2 separate regions of the Cricetulus griseus genome follow, and region 1 is linked to region 2. The links are chromatin contacts, called in public Hi-C maps. All regions are on one chromosome and are shown on one strand. The core of a region is the stretch at or near the end of the contact, and the rest is flanking DNA. Distances in the headings are between cores, read along the strand shown. Region 1 has its middle 36 kb from the start of Mettl22. Region 2 holds the start of Carhsp1 (calcium-regulated heat-stable protein 1).

What was found. Hi-C and Micro-C count contacts between places; a contact is called where the count stands out from the background.
Region 1: a Hi-C map of the CHO-K1 cell line shows a contact between it and region 2, with 5 times the contacts expected there. The contact joins the enhancer-like site here to the promoter of Carhsp1 in region 2. A contact is called at or near these places in 6 of 8 Hi-C or Micro-C datasets (the CHK-Q cell line, the CHL-YN cell line, the CHO-K1 cell line and 2 more).

The regions. Positions count from the first base shown.
Region 1 is chr7:38,247,439-38,251,246 of CriGri-PICRH-1.0, forward strand. No RefSeq gene overlaps it. Among named protein-coding and RNA genes, the nearest start is that of Mettl22, 36 kb to the right of the region's middle. Within about 2 kb of position 1,598, at least 4 of the 6 cell types and tissues checked have open chromatin away from gene starts, as enhancers often do. A contact at or near this core is called in fibroblasts, where this site is marked.
Region 2 is chr7:38,098,787-38,102,953 of CriGri-PICRH-1.0, forward strand. Carhsp1 (calcium-regulated heat-stable protein 1) reads left to right here and starts at 2,534. Exons shown (of 4, transcript XM_027423924.2): 1 at 2,534-2,677.

The DNA of each region.
Region 1 (3,808 bases), core at 348-2,847, 150 kb after region 2:
GGGTGACCTTGAGCAAGTCCTTTTCTCTTTTTGTGCCTCAGTTTGTTCAACTGCCAAACAAATGGTCAGTCTCAATCTAGATGCTCTTTTACATGTTAGGATTGCAGACAGGGTCATTAGTCTCTCCCAGAGCTGACCTCTGGCCTCCAGAAAACACATTTCTCCCTATCCTGTATCACCGTGCCCAGATTCAGAGAACAAGCCAAGATTCTTTGCTTCCTGTCTCCTGATCTGTCCCCACCAAACCTCCTCAGGCTATTGTGTGGGAGCCATACAGCTGAGCCAACACTGTCCGAAGACCAATGGATAAACCCAGCAACATCCTTCTCTTGGCTTGAGGCCCAGGGAATTCCATCAGGCAATAGCCACAGGAGTTGATGGGGCAGGCCCAGGAAGCAATCGGGACCCTTGGAGTGGGCTAACAGCCCTTCTCTATGTTGATTCCTCTTTGTCCAGAGTGCAGAGACCTGCCTCTGGAGGGTAACCCTGAGCACCAGTCCTTGATTTTTGTGTTGGTGGGGGTGGGGGTGGAGAGGGGTGCCTGCTGCTCCTGCAGTGGGAGGCCAACTGTGTTCTTAGAGTTTGGTGGCCCCTGAAAAGAGCCCTAGGCCTGGGATAGTTTCAAGGGCCTCAGTTTTAGGAAGCCTCTCTGGTCTTTAGCCACTGGGCTGAGGAAGGTGGAAGGGATGATCAGGAGGGACGGGGTGGGGGTTGAGGTGGGGGGGAGTGGAGCTGGAGGGAGGTGGAAAAGGAGGGAGGGCAGCAGTGTTGATAGGGTGGGATTTAGGTGGAAAGACTCTGGAGGATGGACCACTTGGCCGGGAATGAGTGCCTGTTTTGGGGTAAAAGCCCTAAAAGCCTTTTCTGGAGAGGCGACATGTGGCCTCTCTTAGGGGTGAGGAGGGGTCTTCATAGGGATAGAAGAGAATTCATCTGTCTTAAGAATCCAGAGCCTAGTTTCTGGGGTAGGCATGCAGGCGATTTGGCCCACGATGTCCTTGTTGAAGGGAGGGTCTTATTCTCCAAGACTTTCACAGTCGGGGAGGGACAGGACCCTTCTATATGAGCTATGACCTCAACATCCCAAGGAGACAGGAATGAGAGAGAAGCAAGAGACCGTAACTTAGTTTATCGGGGAATGGGAGGAGGTGGTAGAGGATCTAGATATCTTGGGAGGCAGGACTCTACTTGGCGAAGCGGCATTCTATTCCAAGGCTTACAAGGGAGGGATTTTCTCCTCCAGTCAGCGACCAGGACGAACGTCCCCATTTCTGAAGGTTACAAGAAGCTGTCTTGCTTCCTGAGGCCTGGGGAGTGGGAGACCCTTTCTCTTCGGGGCAGGAGCCCGCGTCCTGGTTGGATGGTGGGCCCAGATTGTAGAAGAAAATGCCAAGCTCTGGCTTCCCAGGTGCAGGGCTTCCCTCAGAAGGGTCGGCCACGCGCGCCTGGACGCGTCACTCTTACCTCCAGGCCCCGGCCGCGATCTACAGGCTGCGATCCGCGGGTCCGAATAGCGCGATCACCTTCCGACGCTCCGGGCTGCTCCTGGCGTCTGCTCGGCTTCCCCCAGCGACTCGCCAGGCTCCCAAGCTTCGCCGAGGCGCCCCGGCCAATCAGCACCGCCGCCTCCAGCCCTTGCTTGCGCCATGACCAATGGGAGTGCTCGCCATGGGCCACCGCCCCCGGGGGGAGGGAGAGGGCGGGGCGGGGGCAGAGTCCGACCTCGGAGGGTAGGATGCGCCCGGGGGTCTCGGAGGAGGGTCGCGAGGGCCGGAGCAAGAGGCTGGGGTAGAGGCAGCCGGAGGGTCCCTGGCAAGTCTGTTGGAGGTTAGGGGTCGTTTCCTTACAGGTGGGGGCGGCTATTGCAGACGAATTAGGGTGAATCTTCATCGTACCCCCACCCCACATCACTGTTTCAAGATCCTGGGGCTGCTGGTGAATGTAGCTGCCCCACCCCCTCCTCCCTCTTCTTTGCTTTTCATCTGGTCTCTGGAACCTAAGAATCCGGGGCCCTGAAACAGAGGGAGTGCTGAAGCACCTGTCGGTGGTGCCCTCAGCCCTCCATGCCACCTCTGGTCCATCAGTGGTGCACAGCAGGGCAATGAGTCAGACCCAGGGCTGGTCTCTTCCGGCCCCCCTCCTCGGTTTCCTTAATGATAAAGTGAGATAGTATTGGTTGTACCTCTTTTATGGATATGCGTTCAGAAAACTGAAAAATTCAGTGTGAAAACTAGTTAAAACGAAGATGTGATAGTCCCATACCTTTATCTCTCGTTAAAAATAAAGATTTATTTCAGTCATCTTTTTCTATCTGTGTTTATGCCTGTATGGGTACTGGAGGAGGCCGTTGGATGTCCTGGGATTCCTTGGAGCTGTAGTTACAGGTGGTTGTGAGCTGACAGAATTGGGTGCTGGGAATGGAACTCAGGGATCTTGCAGGAGCAGTATGAGCTCTTAATTGCTGGGCCATCTCCTTGCCCCTTCTCCTTTTCTTTCTTGTTCCATTTATTTATTTGACAGAGTCTCTCTACATAGCCCTGTCTGTCCTGGAACCCACTTTTTTAGACCATTCTGGACTACAACTCATGAGATCTGTCTGCCTCTGTCGAGTGCTGGGATTAAAGGCATATGCCACCATACCCAGCTAATCCACCCCCTTCCCTGCCCCCATTGTCCTGGAATTTGCTATGTAGTACAGAAACTCATAGAGATTCTCCTGCTTCTACTTCCAGAGTGCTGGGATTAAGGAAGGTGCAGCACCATGCCTGCCCCTTCCTTTTAGGGGAGGGAGGATTTATTTTCCTTCTGAGTGTGATGGAATGAGGACACATGCTTGCTCATTTCTTATGGTCCTACACCTTTCTGGAGTTATTTGGACAGAGGGTGCAACAGACAGTAAAATCAAAGACACAAACATTTAACCATCTCTAAGCTTGCCTCAGGCAACTGTGTCCTGGTCTAGTCAACTCTCATAGAATCTAGAGGTCCCTCTTAATTTGAGTTATATGAACCCAAGCATCTTCATATTAGTCATGGATTGTAAGCTTAGAAATAAAGGGATCAAGACAGACATGAAGTAGATGATAAGTAAAATACCTCCAAATAAGCAATCCCTAAGAGAAGCCAAAAAGAAACAATGACTAGAATAATTGAAAGGAGCAGATGAAGAAAGGCCTGATCCCCAGTCCCTTGGGAACCCAGAAGGCCCTGCAGCTGATTTGGTATGTTAATCCTGTCACTTTGAGAAATTTTCTGGAGGCTGTGCTGTAAATCTAGCATTTTTCCTTAAAAACTAAACCTGCTGATAATGCCTGTATTGCTCAAGACCTGCCCCAAGAAAGCAAAAGGCCAATGAATACTTTCCAAAGAAAAATAGGTTAAACCAGGAGGTAGTTGCACACACCTTTAATCCCAGTACTCAGGAGGCAGAGGCAGGCAGATCTCTGTGTGTTCAGGCCAGCCTGGTCTACAAAGTGAGTTCCAGGACAGCCAGTGAGGTCCTATCTCAAAAAATAAAAATAAATAAATCTTACAGCTCATGCCTATAATCTCAGAACTCACAAAACAGAGACAGAGGACCAGAAATCCAAGGTTATCCTTGATTAAAATCAAGTTCAAGGCCTACCTGAGATACATGAGCTGCCCACTCCATAAAATGAATAATTCCTACAATCCCACACTCAGGAGCCCAAGGTCAGCTTGGGCAATTTATCAAATTGTAGATCAGCATGAGCTATAATGTGAGACTCTGAGACTGTCTCAACCATCACCCCCTGCTTCCCACTTAAAAAAATAAACACAAACACAA
Region 2 (4,167 bases), core at 1,284-3,783:
ACCCAGGACCACCAGCCCAGGGATCGCACCACACACCATGGTCTGGGCCCTCCCCCATTAGTCACTAATAGAGAAAATGCCTTACAGCTGGATCTCACTGAGGCATTTCCTCAACTAAGGCTCCTTCTCTGATGATTCTAGCTTGTGTCAAGTACACACACACACACACACACACACACACCACACACACACACACAAATAACAGAATAAGAATTTGGGGAACCAAGGCATGGTGGCATATGCTTGCCTGCAATATCAGGAATCAGGATTCTGAGGCAGGAAGATTGTTTTGAGTTCTAGGTTAGGAGGATTAGAAATTCTAGTTTACCCTCAGCTACATAGAGAGTTTGAAGATAGTATGGACCGTGAGACTCCGTCTAATAAAAATAAAGAAAAAAAGTGTGAATATTGGCAGTGGTTTCATGTTTCTGAATTGGGTGCCTGGGTTCAGAGGACTGGGCGGGGGCAGGTGTGAATCCTGGGTAATGGTATCCCACACCATGGACCTAGTGTGGTTCTGAGCCAGCCCAGCCCAGCTGGCCCCAGCCTCCCTGGAAAATCCACAGACTTTTGAACCTCAATTTCAGAATTAGAAATAAAAACTGGTTGGGTTTCCAGTTAGGTAGAGTTAGGGTCTGGCGCCGTACACGTCCTTAGTTCCACAGATAGAAGTATGGGTGTAGTGTTGGAAGCCTCATCTGTAGGCCCTGAGCCTGCTCCACATCCCTGGCCCTGGTTCTCAGGAACAAGAGCTCCTTAGGGGGAAGAGCCCCCACCCAACACTTTGTGTGCCTCAAACATCCCCTAGAGGGTAGTGCTGAACCATGAGCATGTGAGAAAGGGAAACAGGAGAGAAAGATGGGAGGAAGGAGAAATGAGTTTAGGTCAAGTTCCCCTTGGATGTCCCCATGACAGTGTCTAGTGTTCTGCAGGACCTCCTGCCTAGTGTTTATCCAAGTCTCTGGCCTCTGGGATGGACACAAGCTGGGTGCTCATTTCGTATCTCCAATGTCAGGTACAGAGCCTGACATAAAGTGACATGGACCAGAATATCACAGGGCTGGGGAGAAATGGCTTAGTGCAGGTAACAGGATCTGGGTGGGATCCTCAGTATCCACATAATAGCCAGATGTGGCTGTACATAACTGCAAGCCCAGTACTGGGGTTGAGACAAGTGAATCTCAAGAGCTTGCTGGCCAGTTAGCCTTGCTGAAATGGCAAGATTCTGGATTAATGAGAGATCCTGCTGCAAACAATAAGGTGGAGGATAATAGAGGAAGACCAGAACACCAACCCTGGCATTCAACATTTCGAGGGTTTCAGGAGAGCCTGGTCTTTGGTCCAGATTGTAAGGTGGAAGATGCTAGGTTCTGATGTCAATGAAGGAGGTGGTAGCAGCAACAGCAACAGAGTAGATGCAATTACCATTGAGACAGGAAAGCAAGCTGGCAAAGCAAAAGGTTTTACTGCTGCTGCCTACAGCTGGGGTGGCTCTTCTCACTTCAATTTCCCTAAACAAGAAAAATGTGCCTAAAGGCTTGTCAGGTGATTGCAGATCCAGTAAAGGTGACAACCATAATTGTCATACTGGGCTACACAAGACTCTGCCTCAAAAATAAATAACAAAAACTGACACAGCTGTGTATGGCTAAGTTTGTGTGACTTTAGTTCTCTTGGGCACATGCCTGGGAATGGCATGGGTTTTAACTATTAGATCTGCCTTTTCTTCTTCCAAGGTGACTGTACCATTTTCTAGTCCCACCGCCAGATGAGAGCCAGAGCCCTTCTGATCTGAGCCATTGGCTTTGTTAGTTTTCTGGATGGTTCAGCATGCCAGCAGGGACAAAATCTCACCTGGACTCCTGGAGCCTTCTGACCACCACACCTATAGGGCACCTCTCTCCCATGCCTTGCAAATATGAATCTGACCCTAGGTCAGGAGGAGAGCCTGCTCTCCATTTTGGCTGTGGAGATAGATCACAGAACGTCTCTGTGCCTGTTTCCTCTTCTGCAAATTGGAAGCAACACCCTTTACCTCCACAGATAAAAGGTGTGAAGTGAAACTCAATAGAAAAGAAAACTAAAAACAGCTGGGGTTAGTGCCGGCACCCCACTCCAAATCCATTAGGGAGACTGAGGCCATCAGCCTGCCTCAAAAATCAGTCAACCGAGAATGAATTAGCCAATAGAAAAAGAACACAACAACAGCTTCCCTTCCCTTGATTTGATGTTTCTTTCTGTCTCTAGCCTTTCATTTTATCTCCTAGTTCCTACAAAAACCCAGGCGCTCCGCTTATCTCGAGTCAAGGGCAGGTAGGGCTGGCTTGTGCTGGGGAGGGACAGGCACGGTACGCGGAGACCCGATTGTGCTACTTTCGGACATTGGGCGTCCGCAGCCCCGCGTGGGGAGGACACCTCCTACCCCTAGGCTGAGTCTCCGGCACGCATCTCTTGCTCGCGCCCACAGGGCGTCAACACAAAGGTCCCGCCGCAGCAGCTGCGCCGGGCTGGTCTCCCTCCCAGCTGGCCCAGTCCCGCGTTCCGGGCCGCGCGTCCATTGGCCAGGAGCCACGGGGGGCGTGGTCACATATCCCGCCCAGCCCGGAGGCCACGCCCCCGCCCAGCTCTCTTCTTGTAGTCTGAGCCCAGCTGCTGGACGAGTCGAACGTGTCGCCAGGTAAGCGGCTGTTCCCGGGACTCAAGGGAAGGGCGTGGTGGAGCACGGGATCCCCGGGAGCTGCGGGGAAGGGGCCGAGGTTTGCTCTGCTCTCCTGTTCCCCCACTGCGGGACCTTACGGCTCTCCAGCTCAGCGCTGGGTCCCTCCCAGGATCTGCCCCAGTCGCCCAGGCCAGTTTGGGGAGCGCGGATTACTCACCCTCCCTAAGGGGACGCGGGTAGGTGTGACCGCGGTAGGAGATATCCCTGCGGGACTTCGGGTGGTACCGCTAGGCCACCTGTTTTGTGCGTGGGCGGCGCTCCCTCCCCTGTGCTTTCTGGCGGGCTGGAGGTGCTGGGGACTCACTGATAGCTGGAGGCGGAGCGGTCCCCGAAGGGCCGGGCCTGGCCAGCTGCTTGCTGGGCGGCGGGACAGTAGCCAGGACGGGAGAGGGGGAGCCTCCCTGGCCCCTCGCGGTTGGCTTCTTCTGGGGTGGAAGAGCTGCTGGGCGCGCTCGCTCGATGTTTGCGCCGGGATGGGGGGCGGGGGCTAGGGAGCAGAGGAAAACTTCACCCTCGCTGGCGGCGGCCCTTACAGGCCGGAAATACGAGGCTAGGTTTTGATTTTTATTTAAAAAGCAAGGCTGTGAGCCCACAGCTTTTCTGGGGTTGCAATTTAGGTCTGTGCGGGATGAACTGTAGATCAGCTCTCTCCTGCAGGGTCTGCGTTCTGAGAGGTGGAGGTGCCTCTTTGCAAAATAGAAGACTATTTTTTTTTTATGTATTCCGGGAGCCTCCAGAAAGGGTGTGTATGGGAATAGAAGGAGCTGGCTAGCCCAAGTGCCCGGAGAAATAGGAGCTACTTTTTATTCCTCCTGGCTATTCTGCTATCCTTTGCCCATGGCCAAGTCTTGCTGCCTTTAGTTTGTTCTCCAAGCTGAAGCCAGAGGGAGAGTGTGAAAAAGAATCGGTAGTGATGGGTTATGTTTGCAGTACCACACCAGGGAGGTGGAAAAGTAGGATTCAGGAGTTCAGGGTTATCCTTGGCTCCTCAACGAGTTCAAGGCCAGCTATAAATGCTTACACCTGTAATTCATTCCTAGCATTTGGGAGACTAAGGCAGAAAGAACTGTCCATATAGCAAGACCCTCCCTCAAAACACCAAACCAGTTAAACAAAAACAGTGTTTAAAAATAATCCACAAATCTGTTTAAAATTGTCCCATGTTCCCATTCTTTGTCCTGTCAGACTCAAACTTTTCAACAGGACCCTCTCTCTAGATGCTTTGTGACTCTGTGCACTGTCCCTAAGTGGTCCTTTAAGCCTCAGCTCAGCCATCCCCTGCTCTGGGATGGGGCTCCTCAGAATCTGGCAGCCCTCCAACATCTCCTCTTGGGTGGCAACTTGAATGCCACCATGTGCCCTTACACCCTCTGCTTGTCTGATCCCCCAGTGTGAGAACATAATCTTTGCTGTGTTGGGATCTGAGTAAGCTGTTAGGCCCAGTCTGG